3 separate regions of the Gossypium hirsutum genome follow, and all the other regions are linked to region 1. A link is a contact called in public Hi-C data. All regions are on one chromosome and are shown on one strand. The core of a region is the stretch at or near the end of the contact, and the rest is flanking DNA. Distances in the headings are between cores, read along the strand shown.

The links. A called contact is a pair of places that touch in the nucleus more often than the background predicts.
Region 2: a Hi-C map of leaf shows a contact between it and region 1, with 2.0 times the contacts expected there. The contact joins the promoter of LOC107888693 here to the promoter of LOC107899435 in region 1. A contact is called at or near these places in 3 of 34 Hi-C or Micro-C datasets (all in leaf).
Region 3: a contact with region 1 is called in a Hi-C map of leaf, with 2.5 times the contacts expected there. The contact joins the promoter of LOC107888696 here to the promoter of LOC107899435 in region 1. A contact is called at or near these places in 2 of 34 Hi-C or Micro-C datasets (both in leaf).

Annotation. Positions count from the first base shown.
Region 1 is chrA11:63,834,964-63,839,845 of Gossypium_hirsutum_v2.1, forward strand. It overlaps LOC107899435 (LOB domain-containing protein 38), which reads left to right and starts at 1,984. Exons shown (of 2, transcript XM_016825154.2): 1 at 1,984-2,599; 2 at 2,698-3,581. The coding sequence starts at 2,416. The coding sequence ends at 3,212.
Region 2 is chrA11:63,147,274-63,152,200 of Gossypium_hirsutum_v2.1, forward strand. LOC107888693 (probable N-acetyltransferase HLS1) reads right to left here and starts at 2,883. Exons shown (of 3, transcript XM_016812865.2): 1 at 2,459-2,883; 2 at 2,152-2,320; 3 at 1,057-2,055. The coding sequence starts at 2,638. The coding sequence ends at 1,181.
Region 3 is chrA11:63,010,351-63,014,756 of Gossypium_hirsutum_v2.1, forward strand. It overlaps LOC107888696 (formin-like protein 6), which reads right to left and starts at 2,882. Exons shown (of 4, transcript XM_016812870.2): 1 at 1,104-2,882; 2 at 806-1,008; 3 at 283-524; 4 at 1-180. The coding sequence starts at 2,635.

The DNA of each region.
Region 1 (4,882 bases), core at 734-3,233:
TCTTTATATACTAATATTAATCCTTAGTTAATCTTAATTTATTCTTTAATTAAACTATTTTTAATTAATAACTTAACCTTAAACAGTTTATCATTACCATCCACTGGCTATATGAAAACAATGGTTTAATAGCCATTTTAGTCCATAGGATAATTACTATCTAGGTCCCTAAGTCATTCCTAATTAAAAATCTATAGCGATTGGAATTTTACAATTTAGTCCATGGACCTTAATTAACCACAATTTCATCTAAATTTTTTAATCGAATTTCAATTCATCTATATAGTAACTCCATAAATATCTCTATTTAATATTTACTAACTTGAGTTATAGAAAACAAGGTCTCAAAATCACAATTTTCGACACCATTGGAAACCAGGTCATTACAAATGCAATCAAGGAAGAAACCTAACCTTCTTCATTTGAGGTGTTCCCAAAACCAGAATATCATGATGATAATATTGGTGAATTTACTGAATTTGAGTACCAAGCCCAAGAAAAGGTTAATATGAATCCGAATGTGCTAATAATCTGAGCTGCAAGGTGAACCTGATAGTTTTTATCTACTGAGCTATTATCTATCTACATATGAGTAGCCAAGCTATTATTGGACACTCAAACTTAACACACATGGGCAAAAATTTCTTGAATATGCTCACAAATTGCTCAATTTGAATTAATGTTCGATTGAAGACAATAGTGAGTTTGCAGTCACCAACTTATTCCGTCAAAAAATTTTGTGAAACTCAACAATGATGTAAAAAAAGTTTTGGTTGTGTGAAAAAATCAATGAAGGGAAAGGCTATTTATAGGCATGGTAAAAAAATTATATAGAACTCGACATCTATGTGTTTCGATGTCCATTGAATGAATTTACTAAGATTAGGTTAACCCCAAATGATGAAATTTAAAATATAGAAGAACTCAACACCCATTATGTTCTTGTGAATACATTTATTAGAGTTATGTTTTCCAAACTGATAAAATTTTAATTAAAGTAGACTTGAACACTACTTTTTAAGGTTAAAATCCTTAAAAGTCAAAAATTAAATGCAAACAAATTATATATAACTCGACATTCATGAGTGTTAAGGTCTTCTTTTATTAAATACAATTAAAAAGCTAATAGTCATCACTAAATGAAAATACCCTGGTGTTTATTTTGCAATCAACTCGACACTTGTAGGTGTCAAGATCTTTGAATATACACTAGATGCACTTTTTGTACTTTCCGAGAATCTTGGGCTTGGAAATAAAATCAACTGCTTTACTCTTAAAGAAACCTGACACTCGTGAATATTAAACTACTATTCTAAAAAACAACCTTAAAAATATCTATTTTAGTAACTAATTTTTTTCACTATATTCAAATAAAAAACAAATTAACTTGAGGTAATGATAAATATATATATTGTAATTCATGGAGAGGGATTCACTTTAGGCTTATTCATGGGTCGGGCCACCTGGCCCGGCTTGAAGGTCCACTCGAAATGTGGGAGGGTTTGAGAAAAAATTAGATTCGAAAAATAGGCTTAGATAAAAAAATAAGGTCTGTTTAAAAAACTTTAATTTGTTCAATAAATATTAATATATACACTTTTTAGATCGATATGATAAATATATCAGATCGATTTGAAAATGTATATGCATGAAAAGTATTATTATATCAAAAAATTCAGAAGTTAAATAATTAAATCATTAATTATACAAAAATATATAGAAGAGTACAAAATCATTTTTAACTTTAAAGTTTAAGAACCAATTTAAAATGAGAATTACAGTAAATTATTAATTATATAAAAATATATAGAAGAGTACAAAACCATTTTTAACTTTAAAGTTTAAAAATCAATTTAAAATGAAAATTACAGTAATTAACTTTAAAATTTTTATAAATATTAATAATTTGGACTGAAATATAAAGTTAATAATTGTAATAAATTTGACCAGTTAATTATTTTTTAAAAAAATAAATATAAGAAAACTTAAAACTGGGAAGTAGGGGAATCTTATGTAAAAGGGAAAAGAAATTTTCCAACGGTGGAGCGACAAGCATTCGCGGAAACACGGGGCCGCTCATGCCCAGGACTTTGGAATCTATAACCTCTTCACTTCCCCTCATCCCAAGGCACTGTTCCCACACTAAACCCACTACTCCCCGCTAACCCAACCCCCTAACTCAACTCAACTCCTGGGTTTAGTCTCCCTTCCCCCCTCCCCGCCTCTTTAAAACCCTCCTTCCTCTCTCATTTCTCACCCTTATTCTCTCTCTCTTCCATTTCTCCATTGTTAACACCAGCCAGCCACCCTGCCTGCGCAACCAAGTTTCAGAGAGTACATTGGTTTTCATGCTAAGCCAGGAAAAGTGTAGTACTACATAGTTGTTGAGTTGAGTCTTGAATCTTGAGTCCGATCATGAGTTGCAACGGCTGCCGAGTCTTACGGAAAGGCTGCAGTGAGTCTTGTATATTACGTCCTTGTTTGCAATGGATTGAGAGCCCTGAAGCTCAAGGCTACGCCACTGTTTTCGTTGCCAAGTTTTTCGGCCGTGCTGGTCTCATGTCCTTTATTTCCGCCGTTCCTGAATCTCAACGCCCTGGTATGCCCATGCCCTCTATCTTTTCTCTCTTTTTGTTCTTCTCTTATTGTTTCTCATACCAAATTCTGACTCCAATTGCTTCTTAATCTTTGGATCAGCTTTATTCCAGTCGCTGTTGCTCGAAGCTTGTGGGAGAACAGTGAACCCTGTGAACGGAGCCGTGGGGCTTTTGTGGACCGGAAACTGGCACGTTTGCCAAGCGGCGGTGGAAACCGTCCTGCGAGGAGGATCTCTACGTTCCATGCCTGAACTCATGTCTCCGACGCCAGCATCCGACAAAACGTCCGAAGCCACGTGCACGGACATGTGGAAATTGCGAGAGACATCCACGAATCTCAACTCCAACTGTCGATTCTCAAATTCGAGATCCAGGGTTTCACCCAAGCGTAAAAGAGTCGAAGAAGAATTCAAGAAACTACAGCCCTCTGATCTAGATCTTGGCTTGACCCCGAGCTTTACAGGCAAGCGAGCTACCGATAATCGACGACCAGGGACTCCGTCTATGAACTCGGAGGAATCTGTGACGACGACGTGCTTCGAAAGTGTTTTTGCAGATCAACAAGGGCAAGGCAGCAGAGGAACTGATAAAAAATTACTCAAGTTGTTTGTTTGAAGAGGAGGGTTTTTTTTTTTTTGGAATGATCTAGTTTCGATGTAATATTCTTCATTTCTACCGCTACCACCACCGCAACCGGGGTTTAGATTATTTTTGGATACTTCTGGGGAGGTGTTTCCCCGGAAATGAATTTTCCGGCGAGTTTGTGTATTATCGGCACATGGGATTTCTCTCTTTTTTTACTTTTTATCGGATTATTTTTTGGTGTTAAAAGCTGTGAAATTAGAGAGAAAAATGAGAATCTGTCGGTGATCCTTTAAAATCAATTTTCTTTGGCTACTATGTAACCCTTCTCTTTTCATGATCTTTGTGTTTAAGTCATGATTGTATGCATGGCACGAATAAATCAGACTTATATTTTTCCCAGTTTATGATCTTAGATGAGAGATCAAAGCTTTAGTTGTTTTGTTTTTTAAGAATTTCTGATTGGTCAGGAAATTATCAAGTATACCCCACTATTTATTTCTAATCTAAATCATCACCCACTCTTTAATTAAAATCAAGACTTCAACATATGTTTTCATTCTTAATGGCCATATATATGTGATTCACAAATTTTAATAATAAATTATGATGCTCATATTAAATTCGATCTCTGTAGGAAGTGTTAATATATATATTTGGGTTGAAGGTTTGAATTTAATTTCTTGTATCATTGCATTCAAGTCCATATATTTATTAATGTTATAGGCAGCCCAGTGATGGCCGACAAATTACAAGTTGAGGGTCGAAATATATTTCATCATCAGTGAAGTCAGCACATGTAACTTCCAAGCCAATCTAGGGAGTTGGTTTCAAGCATCGACCCATCCATCCATCTCCTCTCCTCTTAAAAAGTAAGAAGATAAAATTGATATTGTAAGGCAAAATACGTGGCAATGAGTGTATGCCTCCATTTTCATTGGAGGAAAAGATTAAAGCAGGCAAACAATGTTTCGGCATAACCAACAAAACTAGGGTCTTTGGTCTGGCTGCTGTTGTTGTGTACATAAACTGTGAATTCATCCCCCTCTCTCCCATATAAATATATAAATCCAAAATTTTCTTCAAAGCTCACTCATTGCATTCCAAAACTGGCTGGCTCTACGGGAACTCACTATTATTATTATAAATATAAATCCATGGTGATGGTTATCCACAACAAATTCACATTTGCATAAAAGGAAAAGAAAAAAGGCGCAGAGTGTGGCGATAGGGAAATGAATGAGTTTAGGGAAGGGCAATAGAGAAAACAGATGGGATGGGGCCTTTGGGACCTTTCGGCGGCTTTTGGAGAGTGCAAAGAGACGTAGATGGTGAAACTCATACTTCGAAAGAATCAGGGAATTATGGTTTACATTTTATTTATTTATTTGAGGAGGGTGAGACAAGGGGACGGTGTAGAATGGGACCTACAAAACTTCGCAATTTCTACGTCTCATTTACCCAATCAGATGTCAATGGTACGGTTCATGTCAGCCTTCCTTTTGGCCTTCGACTTGCATTCTCTCGTATTCAATGTAAATAAATCAAAAATCATCCTTCATATCCATTATTGGTCAAGTCTTCATTTATTTAAAAAATAATATCATATCAAAAATAATACAGTAGCTTCAAATCTATGCCCACTCAATTTAATCTTCATCATTCAACTAAGGTTTTATTAACCTTAAGTTTTTTTTTTCTTT
Region 2 (4,927 bases), core at 1,633-4,132, 690 kb before region 1:
TCTTATGCGACATAGATTAAAATGAAAAAGTTAAAGAAAAATAAATATTGTAACCATGAATGTAATGAACAAATTGATTTTAAGATTTATAAAATTTTTATAGTTTATTCACTCCTATAAATATTTTAAAAAATCAAAATAAATAAATAAATGAGGTTTAAATTCAAAAAAATATTAATAATAGCTAATTGAATTGAATTGACATCCAATTAATAAATTGAGTTTGTTATTAAAATGGAAGCCGATTGAAAAAAAAAATCGTACATTCTATCCTATTCCTTTCAGTTTGAATTTCAATCTTGCCTTTTAAAAACAAATAAAAGTAAAGCCAAAAGGCATAGCAGCTAAAATACAAAGTCTTCCATATCATTAATCTCTCATTCTTATTATTTATATATAGACTAGACTCTCTACTTCATCCCAACCAAAAAAAAAAATCATAATGGATATTCTTCTTCGTTGTTAGGGAGAGAATTTCATATTTCTTTCTCCACCACCCCTTTAATTAGAAAGATACTAAGATCTCCATTAATATTTTCCAAATTAAACAATGATAGAGGTAGTTGTGTCGCTATCTAAAAGCATATAATCATATTTTTTATGCTCTAAATACCTGCTAGAAAAATATTAATTTAAAAAAAAAAAATCTCTACACTTTCGAGTAGGTTTTCATAATTATTTATATTTTAAAATTCAAAAAAGTTATAATTGAAAAGGTGTTTGGATTACTTACTCTTTTCTTCATTTTCAAAATTAATAGAAAATTTTAAGGGTTTTATCCCTATTCTGAAAAATAATAAAGCCCAAGAGTTCATTGGAGTTTTTTTTTTATTTTTTATTTCAAGTATATTCTGATTATACGTTATTCTCATTCCTATAGAGAGAAAACCGTTTTTAAACATTGGAACAACTAAAAAGAAAATTCTGTAAAAAGATATTCAACCCCGCTTCTAAAACTAAGGCTTTGTTTGGCTACTACAGGATCTTTAAAGCCACATCCCATTTACTAAAAACCAAAATATCTACAGCCAAAAAAAAAGAAAAAAAAAGAGGATATTCATTTTCTTTTTCACACAAAGACCCATATCTTCTAATTCCCTCTTTTTATCTTCCCCAAAATTATTTGCAAAAGAAAGGAGAGAGAGAGAGACTAAGATTTTCCTTCTTTGTAGGTTAGATTTTAGACTTCTCTAGGATCTACAAATATGGAAAGTCCAGGGGGTGATTTAGTCCAGTCACCGACAGACCCGTCACTGTATTCTTCCCCGAGTCGCTTGATACACCATAAATCTTGATCACATGATAAACTCTTCCAATGTGGGACCCCCATTTTCAACGGCTCAAGAGTCGCCACCTCAGTCACCACCACACTGCACTCTCCTTGTTTAGCCAAGTTATGCGCGTGTGCACACAATGCATTCACAAACTTGGCCGCGCGTGGACCTTCCCCTCCCAAACCGTACAAAAAGTGCAAACTGAACGGCCTAAACACTTCCGGGATCGACGGTAATCTAAAAAACGGCAATAACTTGTCCACGATCCTTGTCGTTTTAGCCAACGCCTTCGTCATCCTCGACGCCCCTCGAACTTCCAGCCTAAACACGTCCTTGCTATTCCAAACACTCAAAACAGCCCACGACTCTGGCGGGTCTGGTAAAAACTTATCCGACCCGGGCCAAGACTTTTGCGTGTAACAGCCTCCACGTGGCACGGCCAAAAAGGTTCCAATGTTAAGTCTATTATTAAGAACCGAGTCAATGTCGCGAGGGAAGAACTCGGTGGTGGAGAACCGGCGGCGGTATAGCAACTCAGTGTCGGACGGCGGAAGCTTGATTAGAGTGACCCGATTGGAAACGGGGAGTTGATGAGCGAAAACGGGGTTAACCAAAATAGTAGGAGTACGGAACTTGGAGTAACCGCATTTATCAGTGAAGAGCTTAACAGAAGGTTTGTTGTCGTTTTCCGTTGCTAAGTAGGAATATTCAGCGCCGTTTAGGACAAACCAATCTTCCATTCCTCGGACCAACTTTAACCCAATTCCCATTCTCTTGTGGATAAAAAACCCAACAAAGAAATCAAAATAATTCATTTACTGATGTATTAACGTACTAAAAATGGTTTGTTGGGGCATTTATAGTAAATACCGGTGGGAAGGGGAGACCCGAAGGCCTAAAATGTAAGCGAGTTTGGTGTATACGGGGAAGGGTTTAGTGGGATGATTGCTTTCGCTATTGCGATAAAGCTTTTTGCCGCATGTAACGGTTTTAATGCAACCTCGAATCATCCCAACTATTTCTTTTGTTGAGCTTAACTCAGCCACCTGCTTGTTTACAAAGATGCAGAAAATATTAATGTTAAAGGCTGTATTTATTATACGTAGATAAATAGTGGAATTTAGTAATGGAGATTATTTAAAAAAAAAAGGGACAAAAGGGAGGAGGGATATCATATACAGTACCAGCATGAGAAAAGCAGGGGAATGGCGGACCCGGCAAATAGGGTCGCCTAAGAGGTCGGTAAAGAGAGAGAGTTTGCCGCTGGGACCAACCTCACATCTTTTTTCAACTTCTTCTACACTTGTTAAATCCTTGCTCGGATCAAACTCTCTTATTACTAAAACACACTTGTCATCTCCCATGATTTTTTCTTTTTAACTCTCAATTGCACAAGTAAAGAACAACGGACACCACTTCTGCAAGACACCACGAATGAAGAAAAAGCTTTGGAAGTCTCTGGAAACCAGAGATTGTTGTATGTTAGGTTTACTTTTGAGGAAGAGGAGATACTGAGAAGTTCATCGACAGAGAAACAATCGGGTTGAAGCTGCCTCTTAAATACTAATGAATTGGGGAATATTTTTATTTTATAAAAGAACAAAAGCCTTTTTATTTACTCCCCCCCCCCCCTCTCTTTCTCTCTCTCGTCTCTCAAGAATAGAATCTCAATCACTCTCCTTTTTGTTTTTAATAATTCAGTGCTTTGAAGTCCCTTTCCCTTCTTCTGTCTTCTCTTTTGTCTGTCCATGTATCTCCCCTTTCTCCCACTTTTAAGACTAGTGACAAATGTTGTCATAAATAAAATTTAAATGGGAGCAGTAAATAAAAGAATATTATTAATCATCACAAAAAAAGGGGGGAAGTGGAAATGGCGGCTATGGCTGCGGGTCTGCTCAGTGTTTTCTTTTTGATTAATTTCTCTGCCATTTGGCAAAAATATTTTCTCAATTTCTTCAAATCATCCTTACCAAAATAATTTAATTCTATTAATATTTTCATCAATTATACATCATTTTAATTATTGATATAATAACAAAACGTACACTCCACCATATCCCACTAAATTTTAATTAATTTTTAATTTGTACCATTAAATTTTCAAAACTTACAAAAATATCACTAATATTATCGTATTATTATAAAAATATCATTAATATTATCAGATTATCACAAAAATGTCACTTTAACAGTGTTTAAAAATATATTTTTATATTCACCAAAAATATATTTTTTATTTCTTTTCTTTTTTTCCTTTTTTTATTTTCTCTCTTTTCCCTTCTTCTTCTTCTTCCTTTCTTTCCATCTTATCTCCCTTTCCAGTAAACCCTATCCGCCACCGATTCCACCATCGCCAGTGGCTTCCTCGGACATCGAACCCACCGGTGGATCTCCCAAGACTATCCCTTGATATCGATAAGCCTAGCCCCAACCCTTAAACCCATCAACGTTTGAAGTTTTTTTCTTTTTCAACATTTAAGCTTGAAAATGAAGAGAATATGATTGACTTCAGCATATGACGACAACCCCGAGGAAGAAGGTGTATAACTAATGCGTGGAGTTCTATGTGCTTTTTTTATTTTATTGCAAAGTTTCTAATTTGTTTTTTGTTACGGTAGGGAAAGAAAACATGGAAGCATTTTGCAACTCATATTTAAGGTTCTTTTTGGTTACTACATGTTAGCCTTTTCTTCTCTATTTGTTTTCATTTTTCGTCTTTTTGCTCTCTCTTTCACTCTAGATGAAGCATGACGTTTCTTTGAAGAAAAAAGTTCATTCAAAATGTTTTTGTTGTTTTTAAAGACCCTGTCTTGATTTTCTTTTTTGTTGTTTTAGATCTCCTAAAATTTTTTTTTATGATTGTATCTTTAATTTCCTCTTTAGCTTTTTTGGAAAAGCGACAGGGAGTGCAGCAGCTGCCACCATATCAGACCCTTTGGGCAACCCAGACCCAATGAATCGAAAACATCAATTAATTTTGCTTTTTTATTTGATTGGCTAATTTTGTTTGTTTTCTTTGAAATTAGAAAAATAATAATTATAAAAAGACTGAACTTTGTTTAAGAGAGATGAAAAAGGATTAGGAGGTCGGTGGACTCAATCCATTAGGCACAAAATGGCATGGGATGGTGCGGAAGAGCAGCATGAAGAGAACAGCCGATGAAAGCCATCGATGGTGGTGAAATCAGTGGCAACTAGGGTTGGCTAGGGAAGGTAAATGAGAAGAAGAAGAAGAGGAAGAGGAAAAAAAATATATATTAAAAAAGAAAGGAAATAATTTTAGTATTAAAATAAAGTCAAATCATTGTTTCCGTTACCAATAAACGGTTTCCCATCAATAAACGGTTTAATGATATTTTGTAATCATCTGAAAATATTAATGGTATCTTTTTAAATTTTAAAATTTCAGTTAAAATAATTAAAAATTAATTAAAATTTAGTGACATCTGGTATAATTTATCCAAATAATAAATAAATTTTTAATATTTATATATTATATTATTTTGGTTTTTATTCTAAAACAATCTAAAAATTGTATAAAATTTCACAAAATAACATGTAAAAAGCCTTTGAGTTCAAATATATGTAATGGATAGAATATGTAAATTAATATTGTAATTATTTTTCCTTAAATTTTGACTTTACCTTTTAAT
Region 3 (4,406 bases), core at 1,632-4,131, 820 kb before region 1:
GTGTAGCAGTGTAGTTTTCCCATCAGTTCCCTTTATATCAACAAGTTTCAAAAGGGTGTCAAGCTTAAAAGCTTTAGCATCACCCCGGTTGGTTCCAACATTCATCCGGTTTCCTGTCCTAAGAACAGCTTCAAGGAGTTTGAGGAATAGCCTGCTGTTCTTCAATTCGTCACTCGCTTCCTGCAAGTACATTACAGAGAAATGAACTCATAGGAGGTTTTAACAAAGAATTTTCAGAATTTTTATGGTGAAAGCATTGAATCTCATGAATACTAATAATACCTCGAGGGTTTGAAAAGACTTCCTCAAATATTGTACTTCAGTATCAAAGTTGGCTCTATAGAGCATGGTTTCAACTCTTTTGAAGGCAAAGGGGATATCAAGCACTGTCCTCAGAAATCTTTCTGCAGAGCCTAGTTTCGATAAGTCCCCGCTGTAATCTCGAAGTTTTATTTCTTCCTCCTTTGTGGGAGCCATCTTTACCAAAGTCTCGAAAAGCTCAGCACCTAAGCTTTCCGGGTTACCTGTTAAAGCAAAACAAAACAGCATGTGAAAGTGAAGTGAAGTTCAATATTTAAGTAGAAGATTATCGGCAAATTGAAGCCCATAATCAGCATCTCGAAGAAGCTTTTCATCATGTTTCTTGATCAATATATCTACATGTGCATAGTAATTAGTTATGAGTTATGCTTGACGGCTTATATGATCCTTTAGCTATGATAGCTTTAAGCATGAACAAGCGGCCAATTGCTGTGTTTTAAGAACAAATGATAGAAAATAGAAAAGAATGATAGCCATGACATACCATCTAAAAGAGCTTCTGACACTTCATCTCTTGTTACATTCAGTGCTCTCAACAGTATGGCAATGTTCTGTGACTTCTTTGAATCCAAAACTCTGTTTTCCTGTTTAACAGGAGGCAGAACTGATCTTCTAATAGGTTCTTTTGGTGGTGCTGCTGTAGTTGAATTGCAGCCAAATAGAGTCTCCATCATGTCCTCATTCAATCTGTAAACAAGCAAACAAAAAATAAATGAAAATTTTCCCATATTGTACTTGAAACGTAATCTACACCCATAAAATGTACAAGTTTTATAACTTACTGAAATGAGCTTGATTTTATCTGGTCCCACACTGTAGCTCTCTCCGAGGTTGCTCGTACTTTGTCCCAGTGCAAAGGCTTCAACTTGGGTTTTGCACTATCCATGTCATCCCCGTCTGTCTTCTCTGAAGAACTGACACCTTTGTAACTAACCACCTCTTCCATGGACTTTCTAGCCCCACTCACTGCACTGTTTTTGGGACTTGAGGTCCGAGATTCATGCTTTTTCAACAGTTGGGCAGGTTTTGGAGTCACATTGGTCTTCAAATTCCTTACTGACCTGGGTACTGACAGTTTTACGGCTGCTGGTGGCGGCATAGGGGGTGGTGGCGGTGGCGGAGGTGGAACAGGAACTTTTGTCCTTTGTGGGGATGAATTGTTGCTAATTGATCGAAGTAGCGCCATATTTGGAGGTGGTGGAGGAGAGGAGAATTTCGGCCTTTTTGCGTGAGTAAATTCCTGAGTCTCATGCGGCTCCGGTCCTAGACCTTGTGGTTGTTGAAGGGGTAGCGATGTTGGCGACGGAGGATGTGGAGAAGGTGGCTGCTGCTGTTGCTGCTTTATTGAAGGTATAATAACATGCTTCATTTCCGGCGAAGAAGCTAAAATCCTTGTTTTGGGAGAAGTTCTTTTAGAACAAGGAACAGAATTTGTTTTCCCATTCATTTCATTCCTCGACTGAGTCACCAAATTGCCATTAACCCGACGCGAAACCGGAGTGTAATAGCTTTCTTCATTGCTGATCGTTGAGCCCTGAGGGGTATAAAAAGCCGTCCCCCGAGACTCTTCATCTGAAGAAGACGAAGATGGAGATGGCATTGCCGTCGGTGAATTCTCAAGCCCAAGAGGTTTAGCCAATGGAGGCAATGGCTGCAATTCCGGGCTCGGCCTATATCGATCCGACCTCCTCACTGAATTCAACTTACCATAAGGCGAACCATTAGCTCCACCATTCACTTCACCCACCGATCTCCTGCTGGGCTCCACGGTTCCAATGTAAAGAAAGCTGGAGGGTGGAACCCTAGAGTCTTCTTGCGACCTATCGGAGTTCCCTCCAACAAGCCTCTTTCGCGTTTCCCCAGGGTGTTTAGCGACCCGGTGACGGTACAAAAAGAAAGCAAGCCCCGATAGCATTCCCAAAGTGACAATCCCAACAGAGACGGCAATTGCAACCTTTTTAGCTGGTTTGGCAGGCTGGGTTGCGGTTGGGATTGACATCGAGCCATTAGTAGGCGCAGATGGTGGGGTAGGCAGTTGATTCTGATCTGCGGTCTGCCCTGGTCCTGAAGGAACTTCAGGGAAGAATGGCTGACTTGGGTCTGGATAAACAGGACTATCTGGAGCCGGCGGAGACGGTGAAGGTAAAAAAGTGTCAGCGCCTGGAGGCGGAGATGAACCAACCGAAAACAACGGTTGGTGTAGAATTCTTCTATGAAAAATGATAAAATCTTGAATTACAGAAGAAGAAGACGACAAGAACAATGAAAGCAAGAAGAAAAAAAAAGTGAAATGTGGATGAGATCTCAATCTCATTGTGAAAATTTCAGGGTCGAAGATTCATCTCTGAAGGGGGGAAAGGACTTTGTTTCTCTAACTGTTGGACCCTTTAGCCAAAAATGCATAACACAGCAAACTAAAAGGACGAAAATTATACTAAAAATATGAGTACTGCTGTTTTAGACTGCGGGGGAAGCTTCTTTCTGCCTCTAGATTTGGATGCTACATGAGATCGGCAATAGTCGCATCTTTTATTTTTTATTTTTAATTAATTATTCGGACTGTACTGGAATGACACCTGCTATTTTAGAGGAATAGCAAATCAACTATGGTATTCGGGGGCTGTTTTCCAGGTAAATGGACGATTATGCCCCTATAAATGGTGGGAATTAAAGGACCACGTTAATGTCCTTTTCTGTCCGATTATTTTATGGAATTGTTTCTTCTTTTGTCGTGACCCAGATATATATGCCACATATTTCATTAATCTATTATCTCTTTTTGCCCTCTTTACTGTGAATCGATAAAAATAACGGTTGGACTCTGAACTGTCGACTGAAAAAATTGTTAACATGAGCCGAACCGGACAAATGCCCACCTAAATGTCTCAGTTTTCTACCCATCTCAATATCTTTTAATCAGGAACAATACAAAAAGTAAAAAAAATTAAAAAAAAAAAAAGTCCCCCCATCATCAACACTCAGCCCTCTGCTCACCTTCCCCCCTGTTCGCCCTTATCTGCTTCAGATCAGTGGTTCTTGCCCATCCACTCAATCCAAACATAATAGGAAGAGTGGAAGAAGAACTCAGCAAGTGTGAAAAACAAAAGTTTTAGGTTCTAAACGAAATCACAATAGAAATTAATAATATAAATTTATGATTTGAAAACTGAAAAGTGAGTGGTGTCTTTAAAAAAAAAAGTGGGTGTGTCAGGAGAAATATTTATTTAAAAAGAATATACAAGATAGCTGTCAACAACTATTTTATTTGAAATAATATCTATCCTATTTTAAACAATCCAATTAAAAATCAATTAGTTGTTCAATTTCATCATTAATCCAATTTTAAAGTCATAACTACGTCAACGTCAGTCTACGGTGTGAGTAAAATATAAGATTATTAATGAAATTTATTCTCCTAATCTGAAATTTACAAATGGTAAGAATATCAGATATTCCGAAAGGAGTAATTCTTTTGTAGGTTTATTATTATTATTATTATTATTAACTTTGACTGTTTTGTGGATAGTAAGCCTGAAGTGAATAGAAATTTTAACCAGAGGAAAAAAAATAATTTTAGTAGGAAAGTTCTGTATAGAAAGCTAATGTACAAATAAGTAATGGAAGAAATTTAATTTTTTTAATTAATGGTCTTAAATTTAATTATATATAGATATAAATTACTTTAAAAAGGTGAAATTAAATGTTCCCACAAGTTACATCCGGTTGTCTTTGAAAAACAAATTTTCCAAAAAAGTCTAGCATAACTTATCTGTTTACCATATAAATTCAATTTATAAAAATTAAAACAGTAAATTTTATATATAATTAATTTGTTTGAACAAAACATCCAATCCAAACAAAACCACATGTATAAAATTGGATCATAAATTTAACTAAAAATATACCTCCTCGATTACAATATGATATTAAATAGTATGGTTGGTTGGTATCAGTATTATAATTAATGTAAGATAATGTGAGTTTAAATACGTTAAAATATATTTATTCTCCAATTTAAAAGTTGAAAGATTAATTTCTTTATTAGACTAAAAAGAAGGAAAGTTGTTTAGATCATATTCTTCAAA